Linked DNA regions of Gossypium hirsutum: region 2 is linked to region 1. Evidence: chromatin contacts called from public Hi-C data. All regions are on one chromosome and are shown on one strand. Each heading gives the region's core, a stretch centred on a gene start, on an enhancer-like site or on the middle of the called end of the contact. The rest is flanking DNA. Distances are from core to core; before and after follow the strand shown.

The links. Hi-C and Micro-C count contacts between places; a contact is called where the count stands out from the background.
Region 2: a contact with region 1 is called in a Hi-C map of leaf, with 2.0 times the contacts expected there. The contact joins the promoter of LOC121212738 here to the promoter of LOC107922580 in region 1.

What each region holds. Positions count from the first base shown.
Region 1 is chrA13:49,148,301-49,153,195 of Gossypium_hirsutum_v2.1, reverse strand. LOC107922580 (5-amino-6-(5-phospho-D-ribitylamino)uracil phosphatase, chloroplastic) reads right to left here and starts at 3,520. Exons shown (of 3, transcript XM_016852672.2): 1 at 3,356-3,520; 2 at 1,688-2,910; 3 at 1,076-1,214. The coding sequence starts at 2,826. The coding sequence ends at 1,211.
Region 2 is chrA13:49,558,717-49,563,911 of Gossypium_hirsutum_v2.1, reverse strand. It overlaps LOC121212738, which reads left to right and starts at 2,682. Exons shown (of 2, transcript XM_041086135.1): 1 at 2,682-3,229; 2 at 3,649-4,538. The coding sequence starts at 3,175. The coding sequence ends at 4,322. It overlaps LOC121212739 (a long non-coding RNA gene), which reads right to left and starts at 4,363. Exons shown (of 4, transcript XR_005908115.1): 1 at 4,136-4,363; 2 at 3,972-4,058; 3 at 3,755-3,885.

The DNA.
Region 1 (4,895 bases), core at 2,271-4,770:
GATTTTAGAGCTTGCATAAGCTCGATTTAAGCTCGAATTTGTATGCAAAACATATTTTATTTGAATGATTGAGGTGTAATGAATGTTTTGGTGAATCTTTGATTTATACTCACATGTTCATGTTCTGTTTATTATTGTAGCACCTCGTAACCCAATTCTAGCGACGAAGACGGGTGAGAGGTGTTACAAAAATGTTGGTTTTATCACAAGTTTCATACATAGATAATATATTAGAACGTTTTGCTATAAATAATTCAAAAAAGGTACACAATCTCCAATATCAAGCTTTCATCTTTCTTTCGATGATAGTCTTGAGACAACAAAAGAAAAAAAAGAGTGAGAAAATTTTCTTATGTTTCAGTAGTACTAAGTCTCATGTTTGCAATATTAGACATACATCGGGATATTTGTTTTGCAATAAGATTAGTGAGTCGATATCAAGCGAATCTTGATACAAGATACTAACAAACAATTAAGCATATACTCAAGTATTTACATAGAACAAGAGATTATATATGCTAGTATATTTAAAAAGGGATTTAACTCTCATTGGATATATTGATTCGAACATTCAATCATGTGGAGATTAAAAATAATCAACATTAAGTTGTGTTTATGTCCTAAGGTTTTTGTCCTAAGTTGCATAGCAATAATGTAGAGAAATGTCGAGCAAAGTTGTACCGTAGACTCCACTATAGAAGCCAAATATATGATTGCTGCTAACGCAAAAAAAAAAAAAAAAAACCCACCTTGGCCTCACAAGTTCCTCATAGATCTCGAAATCATTCCTAATATAAAAAAATACATACAAATAATACAATTTAATCACAAGACCTCAAAACCTTCCTTCCAAATTTAGTTTTCTTATAGATAACTTTGATTTCTCATTAACATAAATTCGATTTGCAAATTTATACGAGATTCCTGCAACATAAATTACTACCAATAGACACCACGGAGAGATAAATGCAAGAATAAGACTTCGAGATCGTTGGCAGTTACAACCTTGCTAAAACCCAACTCCATTTATATTCAGTAACTATTCGGGAATACTAGTTAAATATTAAAAGCTATAAGAAAAAAAGATATTTTAATATTAAATATAAAACTGATCGCAAGTCAAATCATTTATTTCAGCAATTATCATACAGGTAGGAAGGAGCGGCTATCTCAAACCCGCGCTATTGATGCAACTCAAGCTTGACCGTAATCACCTGCCAAAATACCACCCATGCCTCCTCGTTATATCAAAATTTAAAGAATGAACAAGCAGAAAGAGCGACCTCAACCTGAGTCCACCCATAAGATATAGAGTCAAAATGTCCAGAAACAAGAAACTGAATGGCTTTTGATCAAGTTAAAGGAAAACATAAGCATCCAGAAAATTCTGAAAACCAAAGCAGCCCCCACGTCATAATCTGCGGAAGTAACCAGTCAAGATAACAAATGCAGAATATCTAAAGCAAGCAGCTATACACAATGAAGCATGGAACAACGAGTCAGTTAAGTACAGCATATACATCATACAACTACTAGTACATACACTGCCATGTTAAAAGTAGTCCAATGCAGACCACATTTCCCCCCTTTTTTTTTCTTTTTTTTCTTTTTTTTGTTATACACATCAGGTCCACTGGGAAACCTTATCACCAGGAACCATATGAATGTAAAATTCTTTTGAAGTTACCAGAAAATATCATCTATTGCTATTGAGGTAGATGGCCGAGACTCTTCTTCCTCTATCTCCAACTCTGACTCAGGCTCCCTGGAACCAAATTCAGCCAACTCTATATCAGCAAGGTTCTTCAGGTCAACAATTGAGAGCTCATCTAAATGGTTCACCACCAAGTCTGCAGCCCCAAGCTCATATACTGGATGCTTGCTAGCAATCGTCACACACTTCATCCATGCATCATGAGCAGCTTCAACTGTCTGATTAGAGTTCCCAAACACAATGCAGCGCTCAGGTATAAATTTCAGAAGCTGTGCAGCATAAACAAACATTTCAGGATCTGGTTTTCCCCGGTAAACATCTTCTGCCGCAACAATGACGCTGAAGAACCCTTCCATCCCAATGGGTCGAATGGCAGTCTCAAGAACTTTTCTTGGCCGGGTAGATACCAATGCCATTGGTATCTTGTAACGTGTCAAGGCATGTAGAAACTCTTGGGAACCATTACGTAATCTATATATCCCACCTTGCAGAGCTTGGTAAACTTCTTCCCTCCTTGCAGCCATTCTTCTCAATTGTGCTGGATCTCTTGACCAGCACAAAACTTCCGAAATTGCTTGCTCATTTTTCATCCCTTCTATTCTTCTGAGGATAAAGGCAGGGGGAGGAGATTTTCCTTCTTCCTCAGCAAGAGCCAGCCAGGCTTGCTTCTCAAGCTGAGGATTATCTTCAACTATAACTCCTTCCCATTCAAATAAAGCGCCTAACCAACCACAGCCCATCCTTTCTTGTCGAAGCAAGGGATTGTGTAAAGAAGGATTATCAGCTCTATTCTCCGGCGACCATAAGCGAGGCTTTTGCTCTACACTAGTATCAAGCAGATAACTCCAGTTTCTTGGTGCTTTTCCTTCATATGCATAAACCTCTTTTGTCAGCTCCATTGCAAGCGCCTTGATGGATGAATTAACTAACCTTTCCACTCTCAATCTTGGCGAAGGAGGAACAACGATCGTTTTGCCAATAAATTCTTTGAAAGGAGACAGGCAGTTACTCAAAGATTTTTGTTTGCAGGAGACATCCCTAGCGGAAAATCTTCCACATAAAGGGCGGTGTCCAAGAAGTGAAGTTGTTGCAATCGACTCTACCATCACCATGTTTAAACAAAACAGGTAGCAATATCTACACCCCCAAACTATATCTTAATAAGATCTTATTTACGCTTCAAATCCCTGTGAACTCTGCTGAATCGAAAGAAACGATTGAGATTAGATAACAAAGATTCAAACTTTCGTCAAGATACATCCAATTCTCCCATCAGCCATCCAGATAAACCCTAAAACAATTTACTAAAAACACCAAGCTATTGTAAGAACGCTGCACGAAGAAAACCCTAAAGTGATTCTTTATCACCAAAAATAAAGGCGAATAATTAAAACAACTTTGTCAAATTAAAAATCTCAATCATAAAAATTAAAAATAAAAATAAAAACAGAAGAAAGAAGTCCTCTTTTAAGGAAAATGAAAGATGACCCATTAACGTTAAACAACGGCATATTAAAAAGAAGCACAGACAGAAAAACGCTGAAAATATCCAACAATCAACAAAAAAAATTAAAAATAATTCAGCTCAAATGACATGTAAATAGAGAATAAATATGAAAATGAAAGAAGCAGCTGAAGAACCTCGGAAGGAAAGAGTTGTTGACGAAAGATGCTACGGCTGTTATGACAAAGAGAGAGAATAGATTCTCCTCCTAAGAATAATTTGTCAATCTCCTTTCCTCTTGTACTTGTTAAAGAAGAAAAAAGATTTTACTATTTTTATTTTCTTAGAAATTACTTTTTCGGTGTGTGGTTTGAAATAAATAAATTTATGGAAGGAAAAGAAGACCGGTGATGGCCGTGGAAGAGTGTCAACGGTTCAAAGTGGGATCCACTTTTTAGACTTGCAAATTGTAATCATCTCTTTTGCTACGTGGTTTCAACGGACCATTTTCATTTCACTTAAAAAACTGTTTTTGATTAGCTCGTCCCAGCCAGCCACATTTTCCGAACAGTTTCATGTCCCATTCGTATTCCTCTTTTTTTAAAAAATTAAGGTTAATGTTCCCTAAAATTTATCTGAATGAGTAATATGAAATCTGTACCAAAATATTTCAATGTAATATTTGAAATTTTGTGTCATAATATGTCCCAAGACAAGTGGCGAAGCTAGGGGCTGACATGGCCCCGGCCCCGACTCCCTAAAATATAAAATTATTATTTAGACTCTTAAAATTTTTTAAAAGTTTTAAATTAGTAAAGGTAAAATTATATTTTGATTCTTTTAAAATTATAAAAATTTAATTTAATTCTTTACAAATTATAAAGATATAAACTATAAAAAATTAAAATTTCATTCGGCCCTTCTTAAATATTATTCTGGCTTTGCCCCTGCTAAAAAACTTAACTCTGTTAAAATTTTGAGTTGATATGCCATTATTCATTGGTGCAAGTTTTTGTCTATTTTGTGTATATAATTTTGGTTGGAGATTTTTAGGAGATTGTGCAACAAATTAGACCTGCTTTTTGTTACCTGGAAGGAAACTAATATTTTCTTATCTTAATATTTTCCATGCTCTAATGGTAATTGATATGAGCAAAACCTTAATGATAATATTTTATCTTTTACAAGTTAGATGCGCATGTACTTAATTTCTTATATATATTGAAGCTTTGTTGTTCCGGTGAGAGTAAATCTGAAAAAACAAATTATGATACTCGAGATAATCTCTTAATAACATGACAAGCAAACTGATCATGGGAGAAATAAGAATGACTAGATCAAGCCCTAGAATGACTAAATCAAGCCCTTCACCATGCCCAAGACAAAGCCCAAGCCTAAGGCTCTCCACTACTTCAATCTCTATTTGCAAGTGGTTCTTGCAAATGGGTTTAATGCATTTCTACATATGTAACACTTCAAAATTTGAAATTAGGGATTAATTTGTTAAATGCATAAATTCTAGGGTTTTATTGTGAAATGATGACAAATATGGGTTGTTTCAAGCTCCCTTGCATGTTTAGTTAACATGGATTTTTATTAAAATGGTTAGATTTTAAGTTATTAGTCTAAGGACTAAATTGTGAAAAAATTAAAATTTTAGGGGTAAAATAATAATTTTGCATAAATATGAACTATGGATTAAATTGAATACTATAAGTTTTAAAGGGATTGAAATTT
Region 2 (5,195 bases), core at 1,433-3,932, 410 kb before region 1:
TATAATTTCTTTATTGACATTTTTCACAATTACCCTCAACTTTTACTTTTTATTCAATTTAGTCCTTAATATCAAAGCAAGCTTATTTTCACAATTAACCCATAAACACATATAACCAAATTCTTAAACATCCATACTCAGCCCTATAATATTGAAATTTACAAGAAAATCATGCCTTAAGCTTAAAAACTATACAAAATCACTTTACAAAATAGTTCTATTTCAACATCAAGCTTTAAAATCTATCATCTCCTATCAAAAACATCTAAAATTCATCAATGGCAGTTTTAAAATCTTTAACAGTTTTGAAAATGAAGATGCAAGTTAGCTAAATCTAATTTTAACGATCTCAAAAATATAAAAATTACGAAAACCGACCTTAAATGACTTACCATGCATATGCCGATTGTTGAAACTTCAAAATGGTTCGGTGTTTTTTTTTAAGGTTCGGCCATGAAAGAAATAAAAATGGGAAGATGATCTTTATTTTTTTATTTGTTTTATTTTTTACTTCAATAATTAATAAAACAAAGCCATAATTCAAATTCTACCGTCCACTGTTACTAAAATGTGGTAAATTTCCACTTAAAACTTTATATAATTCCTAATTAAGCCTTTGAATTAATAAAATTCAATAATAATCAAGTTTTACGTCTTTTATGATTTAGTCTTTTTTTCATTAATTAACTAACCAAACATTAAAATCTCGAAACGAACATTCACATACTAATATAATAACTCCATAAATATTTAATAAAAATATTTACAAACTCGATTTATAGAAACAAAAACCCCGATATCTCATTTTTCAAAATCACTTAACTTTTGGGACAAATCAGTTATCTTTAACTAATTACTAATTCAATAAAATCAATTAAATCATGTTTTAATATACCACTATTTTTAATTTGTAAATATTAAATAGATAATATTTATTGACTTACTTATTGAAATTATGGTCCTAAAACCTCTGTTTCCAACATCACCATGAAGCTAATCAGTGGCATTTTAGATTCGAGGTAGTTTGGCTTTTGGAAGAATCGTGTGAATCAGAGGTTATGAAACTTTAGGCCGAAAGCTCAGGTGATGTTCCAAGCAGATTGAAGGCGATGGGAGTGGGCCCTGATACATGGTTCAAGCAAATAAAAAAAAGAAGAGGGCCTTGACAAAAAAGGATCTCGAAAAAAAAATTAATAAAGCTGAATGAATCCCATCCAACTAATGAGGTTTTGGGTGACATTGTGGATATTAAATTAGCCCTAAATTTGGAGGCAGGTCAGGAGGAGCTCTATTGGGAACAATGAGTAAGAGCAAACTGGATGAAAAATAGGGACCGAAACACAAATTTTTTCCACAAAACTGCAATAGAGAGAAGACAGTGGAACAAAATGGAGAATCTTACAGATGTTGATGGAAATAATTATGAAAGTAATGTGGAGTTGTTGTCGTAGGCCACACATTATTTTGATTCCCTGTTCACCTCAAATGGAATTGGGAATCCAGAATTTTATTTTGGAAGGAGTTGAGTTATGCATATCTCAACCAATGAATGAGGACGTTGAGAGAGAATTTTCTTACGAGGAGGTGTGTTTGGCTTTAAAATCTATGAATCCTCTAAAGGCTTCTGGAGAGGATGGATTAGATGCGGTTTTTTACCAAAGGTTTTGACATATTATGGGCAAAGAGGTGGCGGATTTCTGTATCGAGACATTGAATGGGATTCACAATATTGCTGACATAAACCGAACAAGAATTGTCTTCATTCCTAAGGTTAGTTGCCCTCGTCTTATGGCTCAATTTAAGCCAATTAGCCTTCGTAATATTCTCTATAAAATTATTTCAAATATGCTAATGAATCGATTCCAAAAGGTTCTTCATTATTGTATAGACGGGGCACAAAGCGCTTTTGTCCCAAGGAGGCTTATCACTGAATGTACTAGCTGCTTATGAAGTTCTGCATTCTATGAAGAAGAAATGGATAGGGAGAGAGGGATCTTTTGCTTTAAAACTCGATATGAGTAAAGACAGAGTGGAGTGATCTTTCATCAATGTTACACTTCGAAAAATGAGTTTTTCAGATTGATGGGTTCGCAAAATTATGATATGTGTGGAATCGGTCTCTTAGTGGCTATGAATGGGCAATTTATTTTTTCCTTCACGGGGACTTCAACAAGGGAACCCACAGAGTCCTTATTTATTCCTCATTTGCAAGGAAGGATTATCGACTCTCCTCCGAATGGCTGCTACAAGTGGTGATCTTAAGGGTATACGAATTAACGGAGATGCTCCTCTTATCACTCACTTATTTTTTGCAGATGATAGTCTTATTTTCGAAGACGCAACATCTGATAGGGCTAGGGCGCTTAAAGATAATTTGGAGATTTATGTTCATAGTTCGGGTCAATTAATAAACTTTGATAAATCTGGAGTGTTTTTCAACTCTAATGTTAAGCAGAATAGTAAAGAAAGGGTTTGTCAAATCTTGGAGGTCAACTCAAGTATCAACCCAGAAAAATATCTTGGCCTTCCTTCAATTGTAGGGTGAAACAAAAATGAGGCTTTTAGGGAGATAAAAGGAAAGTTGATTAAAAGGGTTTCTAGCTGGAGTTCGATAATGCTTTCGGTGGGTGGGAGGGAAGTGTTAATCAAAGTTGTTTTGCAAGCCATCCCTATGTATGCAATGGCTTGTTTCCTACTTCCGACGTCTTTTTGCAAGGATTTAGAAGTCGTTATTGCTAGATTTTGGTGACAGAAGAAAGCAGGGAGGAATGGTTTGCATTGGTGTTCTTGGAAAGCTCTATCTGTTCCAAAAGAAGAAGGTGGGATGGGGTTCCGTGACTTATCCAAATTCAATATTGCTTTATTAGCAAAACAAGGTTGGAGATTACTGGAAAATCCTGGATCATTAACAGCACAGTTGATCTGTGCGAAATATTGCAACGGGTCGAATTTTCTGGAGGCCTCTTTGAGCGCAAATCCATCACTTTTGTGGAGAAGCATTTCGGGCGCTAAAGGTTTTTTAAAATCTGGGCTGAGATGGAGGATAAGGTCGGGGAGTTCTGTATCAATCTGGCAGGACTATTGGTTACCAGGAAAAAACAGAATCCTAATTACAACGAATAGGGTAGCAGGCATGGAGTGTGTCAGTGATCTGATTCTGCATAATCCAAATAGATGGAACCGCGAATTAATCTACTCAACATTCATGGAAGAAGAAGGAAATTTAATTGTGAGTATTCCTCTACCTATTACTAATCAATCTGATAACGTAGTATGGTCCAGTGAAAAATCGAGCGTCTATTTAGTAAAAAACGAATATAAAATTCTCATTGAGCCTTCTAAATTTGAGTTCAGCAGAGAAATATACTTTCAAGCAAATTTGGAGTTTAGCATGTCCATAAAAAATTCGCATTTTAGTATGGAAATTTGCGAAAAATTATATTCCCACATTTCAGAATTTACATTTTAGAAGAATAATGACAGATAATAGATGTCCGCGTTGTTAGGATTGCAGTGAATCTTCTACCCATGTTGTTCGTGATTGCTCTTTTGCTTTGGAAGTTTGGTTAAAAATAAATTATCTGTGGTCGAATTCAGTAGCAGTTTTGTGTTTTACCGATTGGTTAAACTGGCTCTTTGAAAATTCAGCCAGTGACAGGAAAGATGAAATTGCAATTACAATTTGGGCACTTTGGTTTTCTCGCAACAAATTCGTTCATGAACAAAAGATGCAAAGCATAGAAGAAGTGGTTACCTTTATCAGGGGCTTCAGTAGGGAGTTTCGGGGGATATCGTCAATTTTACAGCATCCCAGACCAAGAGATTTGAATAAATGGGTGCCCCCTCTTCCGAATTGGGTCAAAATTAATGTTGATACAGGCTTCTCTGCAGCAAGACAACATGCAGCATCAGGTTTTATTATAAGAAATGATGAATGGCTCATTATGGGCTCAGGGTTTAAAACTCATAACCTGGTTAGATCGGTGGTGTTGGATGAAGCGACGGTTGTCCTTCACGGACTACAGTTTGCGCCGGAGATGGGCTTTTCGAACGTTATTCTGGAAAGTGATTCTAGACTAGTTATTCAAAATCTCCAATCGTCAAAAGAAGATTATTCGGAGATTAGACCCCTTACCTGGGATGCGAAGGCTCTAGCAAGGAATTTTTCCTCATGCATATTCGAATTTGTTGCAAGAGACTGGAACTCTGCGGCGCATGCAATGGCAGTCGAAGGGTTGAAAAGATTTGAAGACTTTTTCTGGGTTGAAGACGCTCCAGTAACAGCTTTGGAAATGGCAGATTCTGACCAACGTTTCAATTGACCACCATAGCCTTTTCTTCTGCTCTTTAAAATTCCGGGTTGAGAATTTTGACACGCCATAAGTAAAACTCAACTCCCCTTCTTGTCTGGTTGTTCAGATCACCAGATTTTGGAGGATTTGGCCGTTTTGTAATAGCTGGCAACCGAAGGGACTGGAAGGTATTTTTGGATTACGTTGGGTTTTGTTTTCTTTTTCTGTTCTGTTGAAACATTACAGGCTTTGCTTTGGATTTTTTGTGTTCTTTTATTTTGGTCTTCCAAGCCTATTATGAATCAAAACGGACGGTTACTCAAAAAAAAGAAAAGAAAAAAAATACCATTGGGTTTTAAAAAAATTCATCAAAATAAATTCCTATTTTAACAATACAATTTATGTCTAATTATTAAATGTAAATTACATTATTAGTTTATTATATATACCATAGACAAATCAAAGATTACATTTTATGATGCTTGCACTTTTCATATTACGATTACCGTTTACTCCCTTAATTTACAATGCTCAAACTTAAAAATAAAGCAAACAAGATTTCTAAACAATATAATTTATAATAGTCGTTTTTTCTATTTAATTTCCATATTTTTAAAATAAATTTAATAATTTTTTATTGTCTATTTCATTTCTATAACTTTTAAGATATCTATATATAAAAATTTAATAAATGAAAAAATAATTAAATATTAATTAAAAATAATATAAATATTTTAATTTTTTTTTAAAAATATGAACAAGCCTAAAACGGACTCGGATTAACCATTTGTAAATATGAATAGACTAGGGAAAATTTCTAAGAGTAATATTTTGAGTCCATTCAAGTTTAAACAAACATAAAGTACGTTAATATCGTGTTCATGCCCAACTTGACTTATAAGC